Linked DNA regions of Mus musculus: all the other regions are linked to region 5. A link is a contact called in public ChIA-PET, Micro-C and promoter capture Hi-C data. All regions are on one chromosome and are shown on one strand. Each heading gives the region's core, a stretch centred on a gene start, on an enhancer-like site or on the middle of the called end of the contact. The rest is flanking DNA. Distances are from core to core; before and after follow the strand shown. Region 1 holds the start of Prpf38a (PRP38 pre-mRNA processing factor 38 (yeast) domain containing A). Region 2 holds the start of Lrrc42 (leucine rich repeat containing 42). Region 3 holds the start of Coa7 (cytochrome c oxidase assembly factor 7). Region 4 holds the start of Tut4 (terminal uridylyl transferase 4). Region 5 holds the start of Lrp8 (low density lipoprotein receptor-related protein 8, apolipoprotein e receptor).

Region 1 (4,313 bases), core at 1,528-4,027, 780 kb before region 5:
CATGATGGTGCTCAATCCCAGAAGTTGAGAAACAGAGGTAGGCAAATCTGAGTTCAAGTCCAGCCTGGTCTATATAGAGTTCTATGGCAGCCAGGGTGACACACTGAAACCCTCTCTCAAAATTAAAACAACAACAAAAACCTTATATAGTCATTTTTGGAAACTAAAAAAACTTTCATACAAATTCTTGGATGTATGCCCACTCTATGACTCGGTAATTCGTATACCTATCAGAAAAGACATGAACCAAAGTGTTCCCATTAGTAGTATAGAACAACAAAATTAATCAAACTATTAAAAAACTTGCACTGTTGTAGCTTGGAATTGTATTTTCCCAAAGGTCACCTGATAAAAGCCAGGGCTGCCATGTGATAGGCTTTTGGGAACTGATTGGCTCACAGAGTATCTGACCTCTTCAATGGATTAAAGGTTCACAAATTGATGGGCTACTTGGGAGATGATAGAAATTTTGAAATCTCTTAAAATCAAGGAAACAGGCGTTAGAGAGATGGCCCAATGGTAAGAGTACCTGTTGCCCTTGTAGAGAACCTGAGCACCCACACAGCAGCTTAAAACCAACTTTAACTACAGTTCCAAGGAATAGGACACCTCCTTCTGGCCTCTGGAGACACCAGGCACATACTTCATATATAGCCACATACATGACTTAGGTAAAAGGAGTAGATCCTTAGGGACAAGCCTTTGGGGTGCCCTTATCTTGTCCTAACATGACCCTAGACAGAAATATCTGAAATTGTAAGCCAAAGTAAATCTATCTTCCTTGTTTTTTTTTTCAAGTACTGTGTCATAGCAACAGAAAGTTGGCAAACACATGCACACAAAATGTAGGATTCCTCACAAAATGAAAAGATGACAAGTTAGATGCCTACAGTACAAAAGGCCTGCTACCTGCTGTCCTTAGGACTTCTTTCCAGAAATCCTAATTATTCATCAACTTTCCACTGAGGAATGACACTCATATAAAAGCATGTTGAAATGCTAATACACAGCTCAATCAACTACTCTTCCACACACCCCCAACCCCCCCCCTCCATCAGCAAAATGATTTTGATTATCAGCAAAAATGGTGAATGGACTGGGGAGCCAGGAGGATTGGTTTGGCAAAGAGAAGAGTTTGACTTCTAGCGATATCCATGGAAGGACACCACAAGTCTGAACCCAGTACAGGAACCATACCCAATGCAAAAACATAAAAGGAACCTTAATAAAAGTTAAGCCCAAACTCTTGACACATGTACCTCATTTAAATCTTTAAAGTAACCCCAGAACAATGTAAATTCATAGAAGATGCTCAATAATAAATATTTGCTAATGAAAGGGAGATGTTATCTTTGTACAAGTTAAGTCTGAACAGTCAGATACCAATAAGCTACCTTACCTTATGTATCATCGTATCACCTGTGAAAATAGTATTTACTTCTGGCAGCTTATTATATACAGTAATATATACAGCTTCCCAATCAGAGTGGCAGGTCCACCGGACCCATTTCCTAATCCACAAAATGGAAAAATAGTATCTCTTTTTATTCAACCAATATTATTTGAGGCCTGTGTGCTAAGCACTGTTCTAAGATAATCAGACTAAGAGAAAATACGGTATGATAAACCAATGCCCATCCTACTGTAGCCAACTATTGAAACAATGGATTCCAAGAAGTTTGACTTGTCCCCAGAACTTCATCCTGAAGCCAGAGGAACAACTTGTCTATAGGAAGGATTAGCAACAACAGTCTGGAGGAGCCTCTCAGGAGAGGGGGCTGAGATGTGTGTCTATAAGTGTTCCAGGACAAACGGGGCTACAGAGAGAAACTCTGTTTTGAACCCCCCTCCCGCACCTTCCCCAATCTAATTCTGAAAAAACAGGGTGTGGTGGTGCATGCCATTAATTCTAGGGCCTGAGGCAGAGGCAGTCTCTAAATTCGAGACCAGCCTGGTTCTGAGCAAGCTACAGGACAGCCGGCTCTACACAGAAAAATGTCTAAAAACCATTACAGTAGAAAATAATTACGATTATTCGACTTCTATGGAAAACTAAAAAGACCTCGTGACAGGAATCTCACAGCTCAAAGCTTAGAACTCCCAATTTCTCCAATTGTTAAGAGAAGGCTAGACCCAAGAAAGTAGAATACGAGCCATTAGATGTTTTCTCCAGTGATTGGAGATGAAAGCTCACTTAAGGGCAAGCCATGTGGAGAGGAGACGCCAAAGTCCCAGAAAGTGACTTAGAGAAAGTCTGTCTCTGGGCGGAATCACCAGTAAAGCGGAGAGCAACACCAGCTCCGCGGTTCCAGAGGAAAGGTTGCGAGTGCTTTTCAGAAGCAGTGCACGCGGAGAGCCAAAGCCTTAGGCTCCCCACCGAGGGCCGGCGCCACCCGCTTCTCCGAGGTCTCCTTCAGTGCAGGAAGTGTTCCTGGAGCTCCGGGGAGGCGAGAAGGTTTACAGGCTTGCGAGCGGTGCCGGCACCGACGGCCCTAGGTGCACGTGTATGCAGTCCGTGGACAACGACCCGCACTCACCTCGCCGACGCTTTGCAGTCCAGGCACTGGAGTAGCTGGGGGACGCTCGCTCGTCCAGGTCTGGCTCCTCCGGGAGACCACGGCTACAACACGTAGTCCCAGCTCTCAGCTGACTAAGAACTGAAGGCACAGGAGAAAACTTTTCGCGCCACTAACCGAAACCCCGCCCACAGTGTGATTCTGATTGGCGTTTCGGACACTCGCCACGCCCTCCCGGGGGTTCATGACGTACTTCCGCCAATTTGCTTGGGCCCTCTCTGGTGCGGGGTGTGCGTATTCCGGCGAAAGAGTTCTACGCCACAGCTTCCGGTACGAAGCTGGTGGCTTTCCGCGGTCGCAAGGGATTCCTTAATGTTTCCCTAGCCTCCGGTAGTCCTTTTTTTTTTTTCCCTTCTTTTAAATAAATACTGAATGTGACGTATTAAGCAAGCCGACGGAAATAGAATTGAAAGAGTTCTAAAATGGCGAACCGTACAGTGAAGGATGCCCACAGCATCCATGGCACCAACCCTCAGTATCTGGTGGAGAAGATCATCCGGACGCGAATCTATGAATCAAAGTACTGGAAAGAAGAGTGTTTTGGACTTACAGGTGAGCGACAGCGCGCAGCCCGCGTCTCGGCTTACGGGTGGTTTCTTCTGTCTGAGTGAGGAAGGACGGACCCTTTGGGGGTGATACTGGAAGAGTATGTCAACTATTCATATAAACTGCTCTGTGCCTGGACTTGTACTAGACGGGACACAGACAAATCTGACACGATCTTTTTCTCTTTTCTCTTTTTTCTTTTCCGTTTTCCGAGACAGGGTTTCTCTGTAATAGCCCTGGCTGTCCTGGAGAACTGCTGGCTTCGAACTGCCTCTGTCTCCCGAGTGCTGGAATTCAAGGAATACACCAGCACCGCAGGGCTCACCGGTCTTTCCTTCTTTCTTTCTTTCTTTCTTTCTTTCTTTCTTTGGGGGGGGGGGGGGGTGGGCTCCGAGACAGGGTTTCTCTGTAGCCCTGGCTGTCCTATGTCCTGGAACTCACTTTGTAGACCAGGCTGTCCTCGAACTCGAACTCAGAAATCCGCCTGCCTCTGCCTCTGCCTCCCAAGTGCTGGGATTAAAGGCGTGCGCCACCACGTCCTGCTTGACCGGTCTTTCTTTTTTTTGTTTTGTTTTTCGAGACAGGGTTTCTCTATAGCCCTTGCTGTCCTGGAACTCACTTTGTAGACCAGGCTGGCCTCGAACTCAGAAATCCACCTGCCTCTGCCTTCGAGTGCTGGGATTAAAGGTGTGCGCCACTACACCCGGCTTGACCGGTCTTTCTTGATGCTGAAGGATTTCTTTAGTTTTTTTTTTTTTTTTTTGAGCCATTCCATTTTTTTAAATTAATTAATTTATTTGTTTATTTATTTATTGATAGTCTGCTGGGTCCTAGATTGTTTATCTCAGGGACCAGATAAGGGTTCCTTTAATGCAGCTTGAAGATGTTCAAGGAACTTCACCATTCCTATAATAAAATTCTTGCTGTTCTTAAATGGGTCAGTAGTTTCATTTTTGACCTGCTTCCCCTAGTCCTTTAGGTTTCTGTTTTGTTTTGGGGTTTTTTTGTTGTTGTTTTTTTCCCCTGAGACAGGGGGCCTTGGATGGCCTGGAACTCTCTTGAACACACAGAGATTCATCTGCCTTCCCCTTCTGGTCCCTAGGATTAAAGGCATGAGCCACCTCGCTGGCTCCTAAGTTTTTTAGAGTGGCTCTCTGTCAGCTGTCGTAGCTTTGTTCAGCTTCACCTGGT
Region 2 (4,311 bases), core at 226-2,725, 550 kb after region 5:
GTTCTCATATCTATGTATATAGTAGATGAATAAGATACAGTGTGTTCTCTTCAAATTTTCAGGTTTTTTTTTACCTTATTCTTAAATGATCTAAGGAAAAAGCAAACAAGCACTTTAATACAGTGAATATAAAGCACTTTAATAAAAAATGAATATACCTGAACTACCAATATCTGTTCTTTAAAACCAGGGGCAGAGATTTGGCTTTCATTAAGGTTTTGTTGCAGTTAATGAGAAAGAGGCAAACCAATCCCAAGAAACCCATAAAACCACCCAGCAGACATGTTTCCACACAGCTCCAAGATGGAGGTTTGAGAGGCAATGCTTGATCTAAGCGAGGATGAATACCCTCAGGGACTCTCTACCAAAGTGGTAGTAGGCTCTAGGACACCATCCATCCTTCTGGGTTTTACAGACAGGGACGGTGGATTCCCTACCCTTTCCCAGGGCCATTGATTTTCTCTTTAAATATACAGTGTAGCCCTTTCTGGTACTTCTTTCAGAAAACCTCTGGGTCACGTCCTGGGTTGATTTTCTCCTTGACCAGCACCTTTGGGTCTGTGTGCTCTTACATCTGCCTGCCCCAAATCCTTTCCTACAGCATCCACTGGTAGCTCTGGTGTAAATTTAAAACCGGTCATTCTCTTTCTCCCATAATGGCAGCCCGGACACAGTCCTCTCACCTCCAAGACTCAAATAATTTCAAATAACGTAAATGCACCCACATTGACTTTAAATATTATTCCTGTTTGAGGTTGGACCGTGCTGATAATGTGTTACGTTTGGCATATTAACTGTCATTTGTAATTGTTCTTCCTTCTGAGGGTCAAAGCATCATTTCAGGGCACTAAAAGTTCTTGGGGAGGGGGGCCTAGAGAGAGGCCAGGCCCTAATCACTCTGTTCTCTCCCAGCGACATCGCTGCTCCACCCGCGGTCACCCGCCGCGCGTCTCCTCACAACCGGTTCCTTCCCGCCCGCAACCCTCCGCCGGCCTCGCCACCGGGCTCCCACCTCTTCGGTGCCCGCCCACCGTGCTGCACGGACCCGCTCGCCTGGGCCTTGGGTAGCTCCGCGAAAGGACCGGGTCCGCTCGCGATCCCCGCCCGTCACGCCCCGCCCGGCCCTGGCCCCGCCCCGCCTCGCTTCGCTTCGCTCCCGCCCCGCCTCAGCCTCAGAGGAGTTCCCAGGCGCGCGCCCTGCGCAGCCCCGCCCCGCCCTCTCCTGGCAGGGGCTCCGCCTAGAAGCGCCACCTCACTTGCGCGTCTTTCCTCAGGACTACCTTTACATTGCATTGCCTCGGGGAGGTGGGGGGGCCTCCAAGAGATCTCGGGGGACATGCCCTCGCGCGGGCACGCACACGCACGGCCCCGCCCCGCCCCTTTCACCCTTCCTGCGACCGCCCGGCTTTCTCAGCTCGGCTGTCCCAACCCACTCCCGGCCCCGCCCCGCCACATGCCCCGCCCACTCCAGATCAGACCACGCCCCTCATGCCGGCCCCGCGCACGCGCGCCTACCCAGCCGAGTTCTTTTCCCCCCCCACCCCTCCCTGCTGGTACCTCAGTCCCGCGGCGCCAGGTCGCCCCCAGCCCCTCCCTCTTGCCACCCTCTGTGTGTGTCCCACCCTCACGGGCTTTGTGGCCTAGGTTGCCGAGCCGCTTCCCGGTCAGCCGCTCAGTGGAGGAAGGAGCCGCCAGTGAGGTGCAGCCGCTCGCTGCCCCGGGCAGGGGCACAGGTAGGTGGCGGCCGCGGGCCGGGCCGCTCGCCGAGCCTCAGGCAGCGCGTGGGTGCGGGGGCGGAGTGTGAGGGGCTGGGGGAGGGGAAAGGCCCTAGGGACGAGGTAGAGCTCGCGGTGGGAGGGGTGGGAGGATGAAGAGGTAGGGGTGCCTGAGGTGGGCTTAAGGGTGGGGTCCGCGGCGTCCCGGGTTAGACTGAGGGTGTGTGAGAATTTAGGGTTCTGGGCGGGAGAGGGAGCGGATTTAGCTTAGGTGGACTTGGGGAGAAGCTTGGGTGGGAGTGCCGGGAAAGGGGGAAAGAAAAGGGGTTGAGGAGTGCACCAAGGGAAGGAGCTAGGGTTGGAATAGGGGGAGGGGTGGGGCGGGGGGGGGCAGGGAAGAAACTAGTTGAGGCCGTGGATTGGGAAGTTGGAGATAGTGAGGCGTGAAGAAAGGGGAATCTGAAGGTTGAGGACGCAAAACCGGGAAAGAGATGGGGAGACTAGGGTGCTAAGAGGAACCTCGATGGTGAGAGGAAGACTCGTGAGGAGGGAGAGAAGGATGGGGGCTGGAGACGGGTCGCTAGAAGACAGGTGGAGGCGGGGTTGAGTCTTTTGAGGGGCACGGGAGAGTCTGGGATGTGAGGAAGATGGGTAGAAGATCTGGGAGTGAATGGGGAAGGTTAGAATTTGGGGGGTGGGGGACTGAAATTTTTTCTGTTTGAAAAGCTAAAGAGTGGGTAAAACTATCAAGATGTGGGAGAGATTAGCTTGCTCTTGGACAAAGTATGGGCCCGGATAGGACATGAGTTTCTGCAGTTTGGGGGAGAAGGCAGGTAGGGAAGTGGCAAGTTACAGGGAAAAAAGAAGTAGTGGGAAATTGAATAATGGCGGTGACACAGAACAATGAAGATGGATTGTTAGTTGGTTAGAGATACTTTGGAACTACTTTCTCTTCGGATTTCTTCCTATGTTAAGAAAAAGTCTTTAAAAACCACTACATTTTCAAATGAGCCAAAGGTGTCTGCAGTCTTGAGATGAAGGTAGTGGGTTGACAGATGTTTTCCTGGTGTGTGGATATGGCGGATTTCTGCCCTGGCAGAGTGAAGGGGGAGCGCTTCATCCTTGAGTGAGCCCTGGTTCTGTTTCCACCCACTCTTCCTCAGATGACCACTGTTTTTTACTATAGTCCCTGCCCTCTTAACTCCCAGTTTGAGCCATTGTGAGTTCCAGAGAGATCAAATGGCCGGTGATGTTAATTTTGAGTGTTTTAAGAATATTTTTAAGGCTGATGTTGTATTTTTATTCTTGAGATACAAGTGGGAAGATCTTGTGCTTTGGAATTACACAGACCTGTGATTGAATTCAGGCTCTCTCACTTAGGAGTTGTGAGCCTTAAGTTCCTTCATTTCTCTGAGGCTCTTCATCCATAAAGTGGCAATACTGACCTCATAGGATCAGTGATTGCATGACATCATTTTATGTTGTACCTTACAGTGCTTGTTAGCTTGTAGGTATATAAAAAATGGTAGCTTTCAGTCACATCTGGAATCATTATTGTTGATCATTATTTTGGCCTACTTATTCTTAGAAGACTGATTTATTAAGGTTAGGTGTTCTTTCTGATTTTTGGTTTTGGTATTTTTTTTCCTGAACCATAGGCTCAGCTCACAGTTTTAGCACTATTACCCTGATGCCTCTCTCCTCTTTCCTCTCTTTGTCTGGAATAATTTTATGCTTTTTGCTTGGAAGCTGGATTCAAGGTTTTAAAACTTATGTTTGGTTGTCAATTATTTTATCCTTCTCTCATTTAAAGATGTTTTACAGAACTGAATTTTTAATGTACCAAGGTTATATTTCATTTATTTGAAGAAATGATATGCTTTGTGCTAACTTTAGCTTCACTAATGTAATGTGAATGCACTGCTGTACATTTTTAATGCTTTGTAATGCTTAGGTAGATCACAGAGCTGTTTCTCTGTAGTGGGCTAGAACACCGCCAGTCAGCCAGTCACTCTGTTAATCTGACCCATAGCTGCAAGAGATCTACACTGAACATTGTTATCTTGCAGATACATGTTATCTTAACTTTCCAGTTTAAAAGAGCACTTCCAACCTTCACACCCCCAGGCAAGAAAAGGCTCTTGTCTTTTAAGGGGCCAGTTTGTAGAGGCCAACATGAATAATAGTGACGGGCAAGCAATATCCAGGAGAGAAGCTTTACCCTTTATGGTTCTTAAAGTTGAAAGTTCAGACATTCATTTAATCCTTAGATCATTTTATAGTACATTACAAACTTCAGGAAGTACTTTATTGGAAGAATGCAGGATGTTTTAAAAAAAAAAAAAAGGTTACCATGCATGATTCCCTAAATTAAGAGTAGTTCTTCAAATAACTGAAGAAAGCAAAGCCTTGGATTATTGCCTGGACAAATGATGTAGATATACTCTTCAGTAAATACTGAATTTTTACATCATTTAAAAAGAGAATACTGTTTGATAAGTAGTCTGAAGATGTGATTTAGTCCTCACTGTGCCCCTGTTTTTGAAGGGTAAAGTTGCCAGGAGGGGCAGAGTAAGGGATTAGCATCCAGACTCTG
Region 3 (4,277 bases), core at 1,295-3,794, 530 kb before region 5:
AAACAAAACAAAACAAAAAAACAAACAACAAAAAAAAATTGCATAAGAGCATATGTTTGCACCAAGAATAATAACAATAATTGATGTTATTTTTGTTTGTTTAATTTGAGGCAGGGTCTTAAATAACCTAGGCTGGACCAGAACTCACTATGTAGCTAAGGATGTCCCTGATCCTGTTGCTCTACCTCCCTGAGTGCTGGGATCTCATGCTAAGCATGTGCATATGCAGTCTGAGCCAGGCCTAGTACTCAGTCAGGGCCTCAGGTACACTAGGTGAGTGCTCTTCCAACCAACCTACAACCCCAGCCCATGGCCAGTGCTCACAGGGCTCTCCTGCACTCCCTGCTCCACATGTCCTTCATGTAACTCATATCAACTACCACAAACTCCTCAAACATGCCTACAGAGTCAGGTCTAAATTCCTTGCTTAGAAAGGCAGGGTACACTGTAGTCCGGGCTCCCTGAACAAACTTAATCTGGAACTGGAGCTAGAGCCCAGTGGTAGAAAACTTCCCCGCTACACTCAGAAGCCCTGGCTTTGTGCCTCAGGACTGCAAAACAGACATTAATTTGACTTGATTCTGAGCAATCCTTAATTCACCTTCCAAAAGAGCTCTCTGTTCCCCAACCTCTCCCGCACTGACTACACAGCTGGCCTCTGTGGACTATGCCCAACCACCCTGGTCCTCAGAGACCACAGAAGGTCAATTCCTCTGAAATTTCTCTTCAATTGGGACATGGACTAGCTCCCAAAGAATAATCTTAGCCGGGCGTGGTAGTGCACACCTTTAGTCCCAGCACTCGGGAGGCAGAGGCAGGCAGACTTCTGAGTTCGAGGCCAGACTGGTCAGCAGAGTGAGTTCCAGGACAGCCAGGGCTATACAGAGAAACCCTGTCTCGAAAAAACAAACAAACAAACAAACAAACAAACAGAATAATCCTGGGTTCCTTATCCAGAGTCACACTATAGTGGACTAATTTCAAGAAACAGAAAGTCATTTCTTGGGAACTAGACTGTAAGCTACTGGAAAGGAGGGCCAGAGCCATTTTCATTCTTTTCCCTTAATTAAAACAATAGGAAAACAACCTACAGACACTGGACACTTGTTTGGGCACTGGTCACTCATACACTCCACCTCCTCACTGCACATAAGAGTCCATTTCTGGGGCTGGTGAGATGGCTCAGTGGTTAAGGAAACCGACTACTCTTCCAAAGGTCCTGAGTTCAAATCCCAGCAACCACATGGTGGCTCACAACCATCTGTAATGAAATCTGATGCTCTCTTCTGGAGTGTCTGAAGACAGCTACAGTGTACTTACATATAATAAATAAATAAATATAGTCAATTTCTGACCTTTTATTACCTCTGCCTGGCAAAGACTTACAATGGTTCCTTTCCTCCTTCAAAGCTTTATTCAAAAGCCATGTCATTGGGCAGTGCCCTTCACTCAGTTCTTTTTATCACATTTCACTTACCTTAAAAAAACTTTTTTTTCCCTCGAAAAAACTAAAACAAAAAAAAAATTTTTTTTTAAAATTTTGTGCTGGATGGTGGCAGCCCACACCTTCTAGCACTTGAGAAACAGAAGCTTGCAGATATCTTAGTTTCAGGCTAGCCTGATCAACAGAAGGACAGTCAGGACTACACAAAGAATAACACCTCAACAAATTAATTAATTTATTAATTTGTTAACAGGCCTGTGGCTCATGCCAAAAACTCAGAAGATAGAGGAAGCAGTTCTGAGTCCAAGGCTAGCGTGGCCTACACTGTAAGTTCTAGGCCAGTCAAGGCTACATAATGACAGTCTCAAAAAAAAAAAGATTTAATTTTTATTATTTTAAATTATGGATGTGTGTATACGAGCATGTGGTGTGGTGGCAGCAGAGGCCAGAGGCATTGGATCTCCTAGAACTTTAAATGGGCTCCTAATTACTGGACCACCACTCCAATCTCCCTCTCCAATTCTTTTTTTGGGCCGGGTTTTGCTATGTAGTTCAGGCTAGTCCTTAACTCCTGAGTTCTAAGTGATCCTCCTTCCTCAGCCTCCCGAACGCTAGAATTACAGGTGCAAGATGCCAACCAATTCTGGCTCGCATTTACTACTAGCATATATTTCATTTATTTCCTGCATGTTAAATGATTCCCTCAAAGACATGTACACCGAGGTTCTACTTCACCCTCACACCTCCAGTCCTAGCACCCTAAACTTGACTACACAGCATCTAGCCTGAGGGCTCCGCCCTCCGCTGCAGGCCCCGCCCCCGATGCACTACAACTTCCCGCCCACAGGCCCGTAGTGACCCTGACCCGGTCCTTAGGCGTCCTCGGCCCGCCACGTGACCACGACTGCACCCCACGCTCGCTCCCCTCCCCTATGTCCCAGGCTGCGCAGTTGGCGCTCACCCTCCGGGTCCTTCTCGCGGTAGCATTGGTAGTGACACTCCACCTCCATGTTCTCCAGGAAGGACTTCACCTGCTCCTCGTCCTGGAAGTCAACCAAGCCCGCCATGATTCCGACTCCCACAAATCGCTTTGTGGCTCCACCCTCAGTTACGTGAGCCAGCCCAGGGGCGGGGCATGCCGGCGGCGTGCGTGACGTCAGCGCTCCTCAGTACGGGGGCGGGTTGGAAGGAAGGAGACGATTACCGCTTCCCATCATCCTTTGCGGTGGTAGCTCCCCACCCCCCCCACCCCTCCAGGCTTTTATTCTTCTTTTTGGACAGCCCTCTCCCAGGTTTCTGCGTCGGTTTATCTGAGGCCATACTGCCCCTTAATGGTTTTCTCCCTGTAGTCTGGATCAGCCAGACATTCTTCAGTTCCGGTTCTAAAGCCGACACAGCCGGGAGCTCAGGTCCCAGCCTTACCAAAGCTTACAGCGTTGGGCTGCAGCTCACCACCAAGTACTCTGAAGCATCGTAAAACAGAACTTGAAATCTATTCCGAAAGCATTCGTTCATTTGGGTGGCAAGCATTTTGAATACCTTGTGTGTCCCAAATATGGCCGGAAAAACCGAAATAAATAAATCTGTGCAATTGCCACGGGATGCCCTTATCTCTATATTCTTTGTAGACCCATCAAAATCATCCATATTAATATGACTGCGAGTTATGATTAGAACACATCAGTGGTCGGGATTATAGTGACAACATGGTCACTATAATAGTTTTAGAACAGCAGCATGGCGGATTGAAGCCAAGGAACACTATGAAGTCATATGATGCAACAGATCTTACCGAAGAGGTTTATTGGGGCAAGGAGAAAGGGAAAGGCCGATTGGGAATGGACTCATGGTTTTAAAAGCAGTTCCATGACACATCTTTCACAGGATAGCACAAGCTCTGCGTTACTCCAGAGCCTCTGGCTAAAACTGACTTTTATGTATGGCTTCTCCTGTTTTTCCTTTGATAGAATCTCACTTTGAGACAATCCTCCCCCCTCAGCCTACTGAGTACTGTTGCAGATACAAGCTCCCACATCCACCTATCCGTGTTCTTTTTATCTTGTTTATATCTGTAATCACTAGAGGGAGCCCTTAGAATACATGGTCCAGGATGAGAAGGCCTGACCTTTACTTTGGAGCCTCCCTCCTTAACCTACTCCTACTGGATACATCTAGAAGCTTACTTGCTTTGTTCTGTATAACTGAGACAGGCTGACTCCATGACAGGCTTCACATTGGCAGTTCAGGAGACTAGACATAAATCTCTGTTTCCAAGAACTGAGCAAGCCCAGGCCTCAGAAGAGGCCACACCACCTGGCCTCCAGGAGTTCCAGGATAGCTTGGAAAACAGTAAGCCATTATTAAAAAAAAATAATAATAATATTTAGGCTGAAGAAGTAGCTCATCTGTTGGAGAACTTGCCTGGTCCCTTGGGTTCAGTCTTCATCATGTCCTAAAACAGGCATGGTGCAATCCTAGCACTTGTTGAGGTAGAGGCAAGGGGGGTCAGGGTTCAAGGTCATTCTCAGTTGCATACCAAGTTCTAGGCCAGCCAGAGAAACTTCTTCTCTTCTCTTCTCTTCTCTTCTCTTCTCTTCTCTTCTCTTCCCTTCCCTTCCCTTCCCTTCCCTTCCCTTCCCTCCCCTCCCCTCCCCTCTCCTCCCCTCCCCTCCCCTCCCCTCCTGTCCCCTCTTCTCTTCTTATCCTTTCTTCTTCTTCTTCTTCTTCTTCTTCTTCTTCTTCTTCTTCTTCTTCTTCTTCTTCTTCTTCTTCTTCTCTCTCTCTCTCTCTCTCTCTCTCTCTCTCTCATTTTCCAGACAGGGTTTCTCCGTAG
Region 4 (4,363 bases), core at 12-2,511, 660 kb before region 5:
GGGATGGCGGGGAGGACACGCTGTGTGTGTGTGTGTTTACAAGTGTATATATACATACACATACACAGGGTGAAAGAAAGGCACACAATACAGACAAACACGCACTGGATCTAAGCGAAGGCTAGACCAATCCCGTTAACTCAGATACTCCTACCCCGTCTACAACAGGTTTCGGTGGCCGGACGGGCGCCCCAGCTTTCCCTAAGGTCGGCCCCCCAAAGCCCTCCTCAGGCCGCCCAGGCCGCCTTCTCGACTTCCCTCCTTCCCTCGGCTTTCCCCTGGGACACCAGAAGCCAGTTCCAGCCCAGGAGGAAGTGCCAGGCCCCGAGGGGGCGGCGGAGACGCGCTCCGGCGGCGCGGACACCTGCGAGGCGCCGCACCTGAAGGGGACAAGCTGGGGGCCCCCGGGCTCAGCGGCCGAGCACACCCCCTCGGCAGCCCGCGCAGCGCGGCGGCCCGCAGCCCCGTACCTGAGAAGCCCGCGAGCTACAGGCGCGCGCGACGCCTCCTCATCTCAGAGGCTCCGGCTCCCCCTCCGCCTCCCGCCGCCGCTGCCGCCCCCGTCGCCGTCGCCGCCGCCGCCGTCGCCGCCGCCGATGGAGGCCAGGACACGACGAGCTCAGGACTCCACCGCCATGTCCGCCGCGCCGCGAACTGCATTGTGGGGGGGAAGGGACGGGGAGGGGGAGGAGGAGGGAGCGAGAGAAAGAGGAGGACCCGCTGAGGGGAGGGGGCTGAGGGAGAGTGGCGCCCGGCCGAGGGGGGAGGGGAGTCGGAGGCTCTCCCCAGCCTGGGATCCCGATTGGGATGGGAGGAGATAGCCTCGGAGGCGGGGAGCAGAGCCTCCCAGAGCTGGGTTCAGGGGCTCCCTCTTCTTTAATTCTGGGGATCCCCCCCAAGCACCCGTCAAACCTCGGCGGAGGAGGGGGTAGACCGGGGGGCGTGGGGGGAGGGGCTTCGTTCCGGGGCTCGTGGCGGTCGCCCGGAAACAATGAGGAGGGGATGGAGGTGGGAGGACGGCGCGCACACACCCGCGCTGAGGAGGGAGAGCGGGCGAGCGCGCGCGGGCTCCGATCGGCGCCCGAGCTGGGGGCGGGCGGGCCCCCGAGGGAGAGAGGAAGGGAGGGAGGGAGGGAAAGGGTCGGAGCTACCCGCGGCTCGCTGGCTGGAGCGGGCCTGCAGGGAGAGAGAAAGAGAGAGAGAGGGTCCTGCGGTCCAGCACGCCGACGCCGGGAAGCGGCGCGAGGACGCCGGCGAGCTTAGGGTCGCGTGCACCGTCGCGCTTCTCACGTCAGGCTCCCTGGCTGCGGGCGCCTTGCCTGAGGCCCCCGGGCGGGAAAGGGGGCAGGTTGCCTAGCTGTGCCCCAGGGAGAGGCCGTAGATGTGCAGGCTCGGGCTTGTCACTGTCCGACAGCCCACGCATTTCTTGAATCCTCCGCGACCATTCCTGACTTCTGAGCACTGTCGAGCAGCTAGCAGGAGGGAGCCCCCCACCCCTTCACCCTTGCATCCAGTCCAGTTTTGCATCACCTCAGGACTAACAAAGCAGAGAAATCTTGAGAAATAGTTCGAAAACCATTTCTTTAGTTTCAGGTGGGCATAGAAACAACTACCAAGAACGGCTTCCCTCCTTCCTCCTTTTTTTTTTTTAAATGTGTTAGCTTCCTCTCATTTAAATTTACACTCATGGAAGACTAGAAGGCTTTGTTAGTTTATTTTAATGACACCCCCCCCCCCCGCCCTCAAGCCTCGAGATTATTATTTGACCAGTCTCCTACTTCACTCAGAGCTGGTCAAATCACACAACTGCAGTCCTTGAGGTGGATATTTACTAGGCAGAAAAAGTGTATGGCACTAAACGTGGGGTTTTATAAAGGGAAGCAGCTGAATCTTAAATATTTACAAGGTAATGACAAATTTTCTTGTGACTCACAGACCAGAGCTGCTAAGAGGCTACAGAGAGGCAATTGTCTCTGCAGAGTTCATCGACTTCCTGCTACATCCCAGAACTAAACACCTCTCACATGATATGTCCGTCAGAATCCCCAAAGCTGAACAAGCTTAGTGAGAAGGGACCAAGCATTGCCAACTTACTTCTAGGCATCGAGCTGAGGAGGCTTCATACACTTAACCACCTAATCTTCATAATGATCTTGTGACAATAGATACTATGGCTTCCATTTGCAGAGGAGAAAATATGCTCTGACAATCCCCTTCCCCCTGTCTCTGACTCCAGCAGACCCAGGAGCTGTGGATAGAGGGTAGCCAGTCAACCCTTCCAGCTTGGGGCGATTATCAAACTAATAAAAAATCCAGAGTTGCCTCATCTGAAACATTTTTAAATGTGTCCAAACTTCAGAGAGATAAGGTAAAGAACAGAAGAGGAAATGAAAGTGAAAACCGAATGTTAGGTGTGGTAGATTACAGCTGTAATATCAGCATTCTGGAAGCTGGGGCAGGATGATCACCAGGTCAAAGCCAGACTCTGTAGCCCAGGCTGGCCTCGAACTCAGAAAGCCGCCTGTCTTTGCCTTGATCTCTTTAAAAATAAAAAATAGACTTATAGCTTCCACAATAACATGTTCATTTTTTTGTTTTGGCTTTTTTGTTTCTTTTCCTTCTTTCTTTCTTTGTGGTGTTTGGGGGAGATTGGAAGAGCAGAGGACAGATATGAAGGAATGGGGAGAAGAGTGGGGTGGGGGCATATGATGTGAAATTCACAAAGAATTAATAAAATGTTTAAATAAATAAACGACTTGTATGGTGGAGTGGTGGAGTACACCATTAATCCCAGCAGGGGATAGGAAGGCGGGAGTAGGTGGATCTTTTGAATTTTTGGCCAATATGAAAAGGAGTTACAAAGCAGCCAGGGCTACCAAGTAAGACCTTGTCTCAAAAAACCAGGATTTGGGCAGATAGCAGCTCAATGTAACAGTACTTGCCTAGCATGTAAAGGGCTCCGAGTCTGATCCTCAGTGCTGGAAAGAGAATAATGAAAACGTAAAGCTGATAGACACACTTAAAAGGATTACCAACACGCTCCTCACTGATATTAATGTCATTGGACCAAATTCAACTGAACTCCTGATTACTTAGTATAAGCAAATCATAGTTCAGTGCCTAGACAAACTACACAGACTGCTGTTCAGAAATCTCACTGTTGAGCAAGGAAGGTAGTTTTATTAACCTGTAGTCAATAGAGCATATGACTATACAGAGAAACCCTGTCTCAAAAAAAAAAAAAAATAGAGCATATTAACAAAGAGTTAGGCAAATACACTAGAGAATGTGATAAATTCTATGTGGGCGAGCCTCCATCAGAAGAGATAGACCCTAGACCTTCAAGGATTACCTGTTTTGTGCCAAACACATGTTTATGATTCAGCAGACAACATTTAGTCTACAGTATGAAAATATTGAGTCTACAAGAAAGCTTCAGCCAGATGAGAAAGTCCTGTGTCTCCAGATAACTCCCTTTTCCTATTTTTCAAGATCCAACTCTTATTTAGTTGTTGTTATTGCTTAAGACGGGCTCTCTGGTAGCTCAAGCTGGCCTCCAGCTAGCCATGTAGCTGAGGATGACCTTGAACTCCAAGTCTTAGGATCACAGGTATGTACTGCCGTACCCCTTTATTCTTGTGTCCTTTACTAAATCTGATCACACAAACATCACACTCTCTCCAATCTCTGGATCCCAATTATTTTACCTGTCGGTCACCAATAGATTATAATCTTAAGCACAAATACTTATATTTGTATTGCACTGCCTCCATATTTGCTGAGTTGAATGCTTGGGCTGCCATACTCCTATTTATCATTACAACTAGATAATTCTGGTATTCTGACAGGAAGAATGAGGAAATACAGGGTTTAACCAATGCCAGCATTCATTAAATATATCAAAGACAGAACCTGAATGCCAGGTCTATGTTCTTTGCTTTGAACTACAGAGTACTGAAAAAATTACAAATCCCAGGCTGCTCTGTGAAAATACTCAGAGAACCTGTAATACTTTCAGGAACAGTCCCATGGTTGTAGTTAAGGCCTTAAATTTAGACTTCCCATCTAGATGTCCCAGGAACTCTGCTTCATCCTAAAAGGTGAAATTTTCTTCCAGCTAAAGTTTGATTCTGTCTACAAAATGAGAAGTAGAATTATCTAGTGAACCGATACTTTTATCTGTTATCTTCTTAGATAATGGGGCTATGTTATTCAGCTTCTATTAATAAAATGACATACCAGAAGTAGCTTACTTATGTAGAAAGGAGGTTTAGGGTTTGGAGTGTAGTTCAATATCAGACTGCTTGCCCAGTATGCTCAAAGTCCCGGTGTTTACTCTCTATCTCTGGGGGAAGGGGGTTAC
Region 5 (4,034 bases), core at 841-3,340:
CACTGTGTTCCGACACTGCAGAGCCGGCCGGCCTGATCCTGTACACCTAACATCGGCAGGCAGACAGCAGGCCTCTGTAATGACAACTGAAAGGCCTCCTAGGAAGACGTGGCTAGAAGAGTGTAGGTTCTTGGTACCAGGAACTAAATTCCTTTCACAGCAGAGAACGCCTGCTGACTCCATTGCCGCTGGCCCCAAAGACACCCCTCACGCGCCCGCACAAGGGGGAACTTCCACCGGTTGCACAGGGTGTACAAAGGCCACGCTCAGCAAAGGCAGTGGGGTTAGCATTTGGCCTGCCTTCACTGCCGTTGCTCCGGTGGCTTCCAGGAAACACACTCTTCCTCCTGAGCCCCTCCTTGCTGTTGGCCCCATGACTCACACCCAGACTAGGCTGGCAGGAGGAAAACGCTCTCTGAAGGGTGACTCGGCAGAAAGGCAGCAGACTGTGACCAGGACCTGAGCCTACCACCCGGAGGATGCGCGCGGGGGTGCGGCCGGGGCGGGCCAGGGCAGGGCCTAGAGCCCTTTACAGCACACCGTCAGCCCCAGGATTGGCCGCTCCGGCCACAGGCCTATGGGGTGGTCCTTGCGCAGCCAATCAGTGGCCCCGGGGAGCCCATTCATTCATAAAACCGAGCAAGGAAAAGCCCCTCGTGGCCCGAGCTGCGTGGAACTTTGAAGTGCGCGCTCCCAGTGAGGCCCAGATTGGGGATCCGATCCATAGAGCTAAGAGGTGTGCAGGGGCTGCCGCGTCCACGCCCACAGTCTCGGGCTAGTAGCTTCAGCAAGCCGCGCTGGGCTCCACCCTAAGCAGGACACGCCTGCCACCCAGCTCCCGCCGACAGCTGAGCCACCCATCCCAGAACAAGGCCGCCAGCCTGGGGCAGGTGGCCCCATGACGGATGCAGCCACGTGCGCAGCGGAGCATGATCCCCCCCCCCCCCCGTTTCCCCTCCCCTGGTCGCCGCGACTCACGGCAGTCGTCCTCGTCGCTGTTGTCCGAGCAGTCGTTGTCCTCATCGCATCTCCACACCAAGGGAATGCAGCGCTCGTTCCGACACCGAAACTGGTCCTCTTCACACTCCTTGACTGGCCCTGCGGGGGTTGGGGGCGGTGAGCTGGGTCACTGCACAGGAGCCCGCTCCCCACCCTGCAGCCCTGGCTGCCGAGAAGTCCAGCGGGTATGGGAAAGGGGGAGATATCGGTGAGCTCTGGATCTCCAAGCACCTTAATTCCGAGAAAGGACAGGATGCCACGGGTCCTCCACTGCAGGACCGACTGATGGCACAGCGAGACCCGACAAGCGCTTAACGGCCCGTGGCTATACCCCGCCTTCAGACACATTCACCCTTACACACAACGCCAAGTCAGGTCCACACAAACCTAGTCTGCGGGAAGCCCCGCACACTGGCGACACGCACCCGGTGCAGGGGCTCAGTCCCTTCACAACCTGTCAGTCTCCTCGGCCCACAGGGGTCCCCGGAAACGCATTGTCAGAAAAGACTGTACCACTTCGCTCATCGCCGCTATGGAGCGCGCGTGTCAAATTAAACCAAACCCCAGACCCTGAAGGACTACCCCCCGCAAAGTTCACGGGCCGGGGGGGGGGTGCCCGGCGCCCATCCCCCATTAAGAGGGTGCCCGGAGCTGGGGTAGAGCTTCGGTAACCAAAACCGTGGGGGTAGCGGGGAGGAGGTCCAAGGCAAATCCAGGGAGCTAGGGTCCCCGGAGCCTCTCTATCGGGACCTCGCCGTACAGCAACCCCCACCGCCGGCCGCGCTTTGTTGGTTGGCGGCTGCGAGCCGGCCCGGGAAGCGCCGTACGCACCTTGGCCGCCCGGCAGCGGATCCGCTGCGGAGAGATGCTGAAGCTGCAGCAGCAGCAACAGCAACAGCGCCAGCGGCCGGAGCGCGCCCAGTTCTGGGCGGCCCATAGCGGGCCCGGGGCTCCGGCCGCCGCGCCCCGAGACCCCCGCGCCGCCGCCGCGCCTCAGCCCGCCAAGTCCTTGCCGCGGCGCCGGGGCTGCCGCTGCCGCCGCCGCCACCACCACCGCTGCCGCCCGCCCCGGCTCCCCGGCTGCATTTCAAGCAGGTTCGGTGACGCTCGGCGGCGGGGCGGGCTCAGGCTGGGCGCGCGGCCCCGGCCCTGGGCAGCCGCCGCCGGCGCGCGCGCTCCCTCCCGCCGCCGCCTCCGCCCCACGCTCCTCCCGCCGCCGCCTCTTCTCCTCCCCCGCCTGTCCTTGTCCCCTCCTCTCTCGGTCCGAGCCCCATGATCCTGCTCTGTGTGCGCGCAGGTGCTAAGAGCTGTAGACGCTAGGACGAGCCCGGCTAGGCTCTGGCCCCCCTGGTTTCCCCGTGGAGGTGGCAAGAGGGTGAGAGAAGGAGGCGTATGGAGGAGAGCCCGAGCTCGGGAGAAGGAGACTCACAAGCCGTTGCAGTGAACGCGCAGAGCGCGGGAAGGCTGAAAGCATTGCCAGGGAGAATCTAGGGGTGCTGGGCAAGACCTGTCATAGCTTCAGATTAGATGAGTCGCTTTCTGCGACCGTGTGCATCTGTGATTATCACTGTGTGATCCTGAGAGAGGTGAGTGTCTGGTGCACAGACTGTTATCCATATTCATCCTTCTCTGTTGGACCCCGCAGAGGAGCAGATCAAGGGCCCTGAAGACATGGCAAGGTAACCCTTGCTGCTGCAGAGAAGGGCAAGGACTGTGGAGGCCCAGATGTGTCATCCTTGCCGCCAGAGGCAGCACATCTAGTGTCTCTGGGCTCCACTAGCCTCTGCACAAAGAAGGCCCCTCCTCTAGCAGTGCGACCCCACCTCCCCTACTCTTCCTTGTCAGAAGGGCAACGCTTAGACTGGATTTCAGCCACCTGCCGGTGAGCCTGGCCCAGCAGCACAACAATCTCAGAGTGTGATTCTTGGGCACGGGTTGTAAACCAGGCCCGCGCGAGGGTGCCAAGGCCCAGTGTTAAATAGGCCCTCTCTCTTCAGAAAAAAAAAAAGGAAGAAAGAAAGAAAGAAAGAAAGAAAGAAAGAAAGAAAGAAAGAAAGAAAGAAAGAAAGAAAGAAAGAAAGAAAGAGAGAAAGAGAGAAAGAGAGAAAGAGAGAAAGAGAGAGAGAGAGAGAGAGAGAGAGAAAGAAAGAAAGAAAGAAAGAAAGAAAGAAAGAAAGAAAGAAAGAAAGAAAGGGAAAGAGAGAGAAAGCAAGCAAGCAATCGTGGAAGCTGTGATTCCTATGCCAAGCTGGATGGGTGCACAGCCCCGCTAGGTCAACAGTCCTCTCAGTCTCATATCTTCCCCCGCAAAGGGTAGCCCATGACAATAGCTATGGCAACCACAGACCTTGGGAAACCACAAGTGCATCATCCTTTGGTCACGTTAAGGCTCCATGGGTCTGGAAGTCCTGGCCACAGTGAGGGGAAGACAGACCATCAACAGAAGAAATCTTACACAGCATGTGCTGTGTGTGTTGTGCCCAAGGCTGCAGCATCGTAAATAAGGTACTTCCCCAACCTCCCGATGTTACATATTAGTTAGAAGAGAGAAATACAGAAGAAGAAAAAAAAAAAGAGTTCTATCACACTATCACAGCATCATAGTTGTGATGAGAAAATAAACAACATGAGAGCACGGAGGTAAGTTAGAGAGGCGATCATGTTTCACTGACAGCGAGGAGCCTGACCACATGACGGTCAAACGCATGCTATTCTTGGCAGAGGGAAGAGCAATGGAGACACATCCCATCGTGGTAAACTAGTGATGGGAGAAGTAAGCGCATGGTGGTGGGGAGGAGCTTTGGGGAGTCCACAAGGCCCAATCACAGGATAGCTTTGTAGGCCACAGTAAGGAGTTTGGATTTTGTCCCAAGCACAATGATACCCACTGCGACACCCTCGAAGGTTAGGATGGACCCCCTCCTGCAACCCAGATTCACCTGTCCAGCCTCACATGGCTTCTGCTCTGCACTCCTGGGAAACTCAGTCCCATTATCGGGCCTCAGGGAAGCTGGGAACTAGGCAGTCTTGATGGT

Evidence for each region. Promoter capture Hi-C pulls out the DNA fragments that hold promoters and counts their contacts. Hi-C and Micro-C count contacts between places; a contact is called where the count stands out from the background. ChIA-PET counts read pairs in DNA pulled down with a chosen protein or histone mark.
Region 1: a contact with region 5 is called in an RNA polymerase II ChIA-PET map of memory CD8 T cells, with 5 read pairs. The contact joins the promoter of Prpf38a here to the promoter of Lrp8 in region 5. A contact is called at or near these places in 1 of 39 promoter capture datasets (pre-B cells) and 1 of 115 datasets of contacts at active chromatin or transcription factors (memory CD8 T cells).
Region 2: a Micro-C map of embryonic stem cells shows a contact between it and region 5, with 4 times the contacts expected there. The contact joins the promoter of Lrrc42 here to the promoter of Lrp8 in region 5. A contact is called at or near these places in 2 of 39 promoter capture datasets (erythroid cells and hippocampal neurons), 1 of 15 datasets of contacts at CTCF or cohesin (the NIH/3T3 cell line), 8 of 484 Hi-C or Micro-C datasets (CD4 T cells, embryonic stem cells, erythroblasts and 2 more) and 2 of 115 datasets of contacts at active chromatin or transcription factors (astrocytes and embryonic limb bud).
Region 3: a promoter capture Hi-C map of pre-B cells shows a contact between it and region 5, with 2.0 times the contacts expected there. The contact joins the promoter of Coa7 here to the promoter of Lrp8 in region 5. A contact is called at or near these places in 4 of 39 promoter capture datasets (the 3T3-L1 cell line, erythroid cells and pre-B cells), 2 of 484 Hi-C or Micro-C datasets (both in embryonic stem cells) and 2 of 115 datasets of contacts at active chromatin or transcription factors (pro-B cells and stem cell-derived neural progenitor cells).
Region 4: a Micro-C map of the G1E-ER4 cell line shows a contact between it and region 5, with 6 times the contacts expected there. The contact joins the promoter of Tut4 here to the promoter of Lrp8 in region 5. A contact is called at or near these places in 3 of 484 Hi-C or Micro-C datasets (the G1E-ER4 cell line, Th1 cells and embryonic stem cells).

What each region holds. Positions count from the first base shown.
Region 1 is chr4:108,577,800-108,582,112 of GRCm38.p6, reverse strand. It overlaps Prpf38a (PRP38 pre-mRNA processing factor 38 (yeast) domain containing A), which reads left to right and starts at 2,777. Exons shown (of 10, transcript NM_172697.3): 1 at 2,777-3,128. The coding sequence starts at 2,999. Orc1 (origin recognition complex, subunit 1) reads right to left here and starts at 2,659. Exons shown (of 17, transcript NM_011015.2): 1 at 2,538-2,659.
Region 2 is chr4:107,250,697-107,255,007 of GRCm38.p6, reverse strand. Lrrc42 (leucine rich repeat containing 42) reads left to right here and starts at 1,475. Exons shown (of 8, transcript NM_029985.2): 1 at 1,475-1,733. It overlaps Hspb11 (heat shock protein family B (small), member 11), which reads right to left and starts at 1,105. Exons shown (of 6, transcript NM_028394.3): 1 at 1,013-1,105.
Region 3 is chr4:108,326,419-108,330,695 of GRCm38.p6, reverse strand. Coa7 (cytochrome c oxidase assembly factor 7) reads right to left here and starts at 2,544. Exons shown (of 3, transcript NM_027250.4): 1 at 2,406-2,544. The coding sequence starts at 2,511.
Region 4 is chr4:108,456,308-108,460,670 of GRCm38.p6, reverse strand. It overlaps Tut4 (terminal uridylyl transferase 4), which reads right to left and starts at 1,261. Exons shown (of 31, transcript NM_175472.4): 1 at 1,032-1,261; 2 at 471-654.
Region 5 is chr4:107,800,315-107,804,348 of GRCm38.p6, reverse strand. It overlaps Lrp8 (low density lipoprotein receptor-related protein 8, apolipoprotein e receptor), which reads right to left and starts at 2,090. Exons shown (of 20, transcript NM_053073.3): 1 at 1,831-2,090; 2 at 979-1,098. The coding sequence starts at 1,936. It overlaps Lrp8os3 (low density lipoprotein receptor-related protein 8, apolipoprotein e receptor, opposite strand 3), which reads left to right and starts at 2,285. Exons shown (of 2, transcript NR_168096.1): 1 at 2,285-2,585.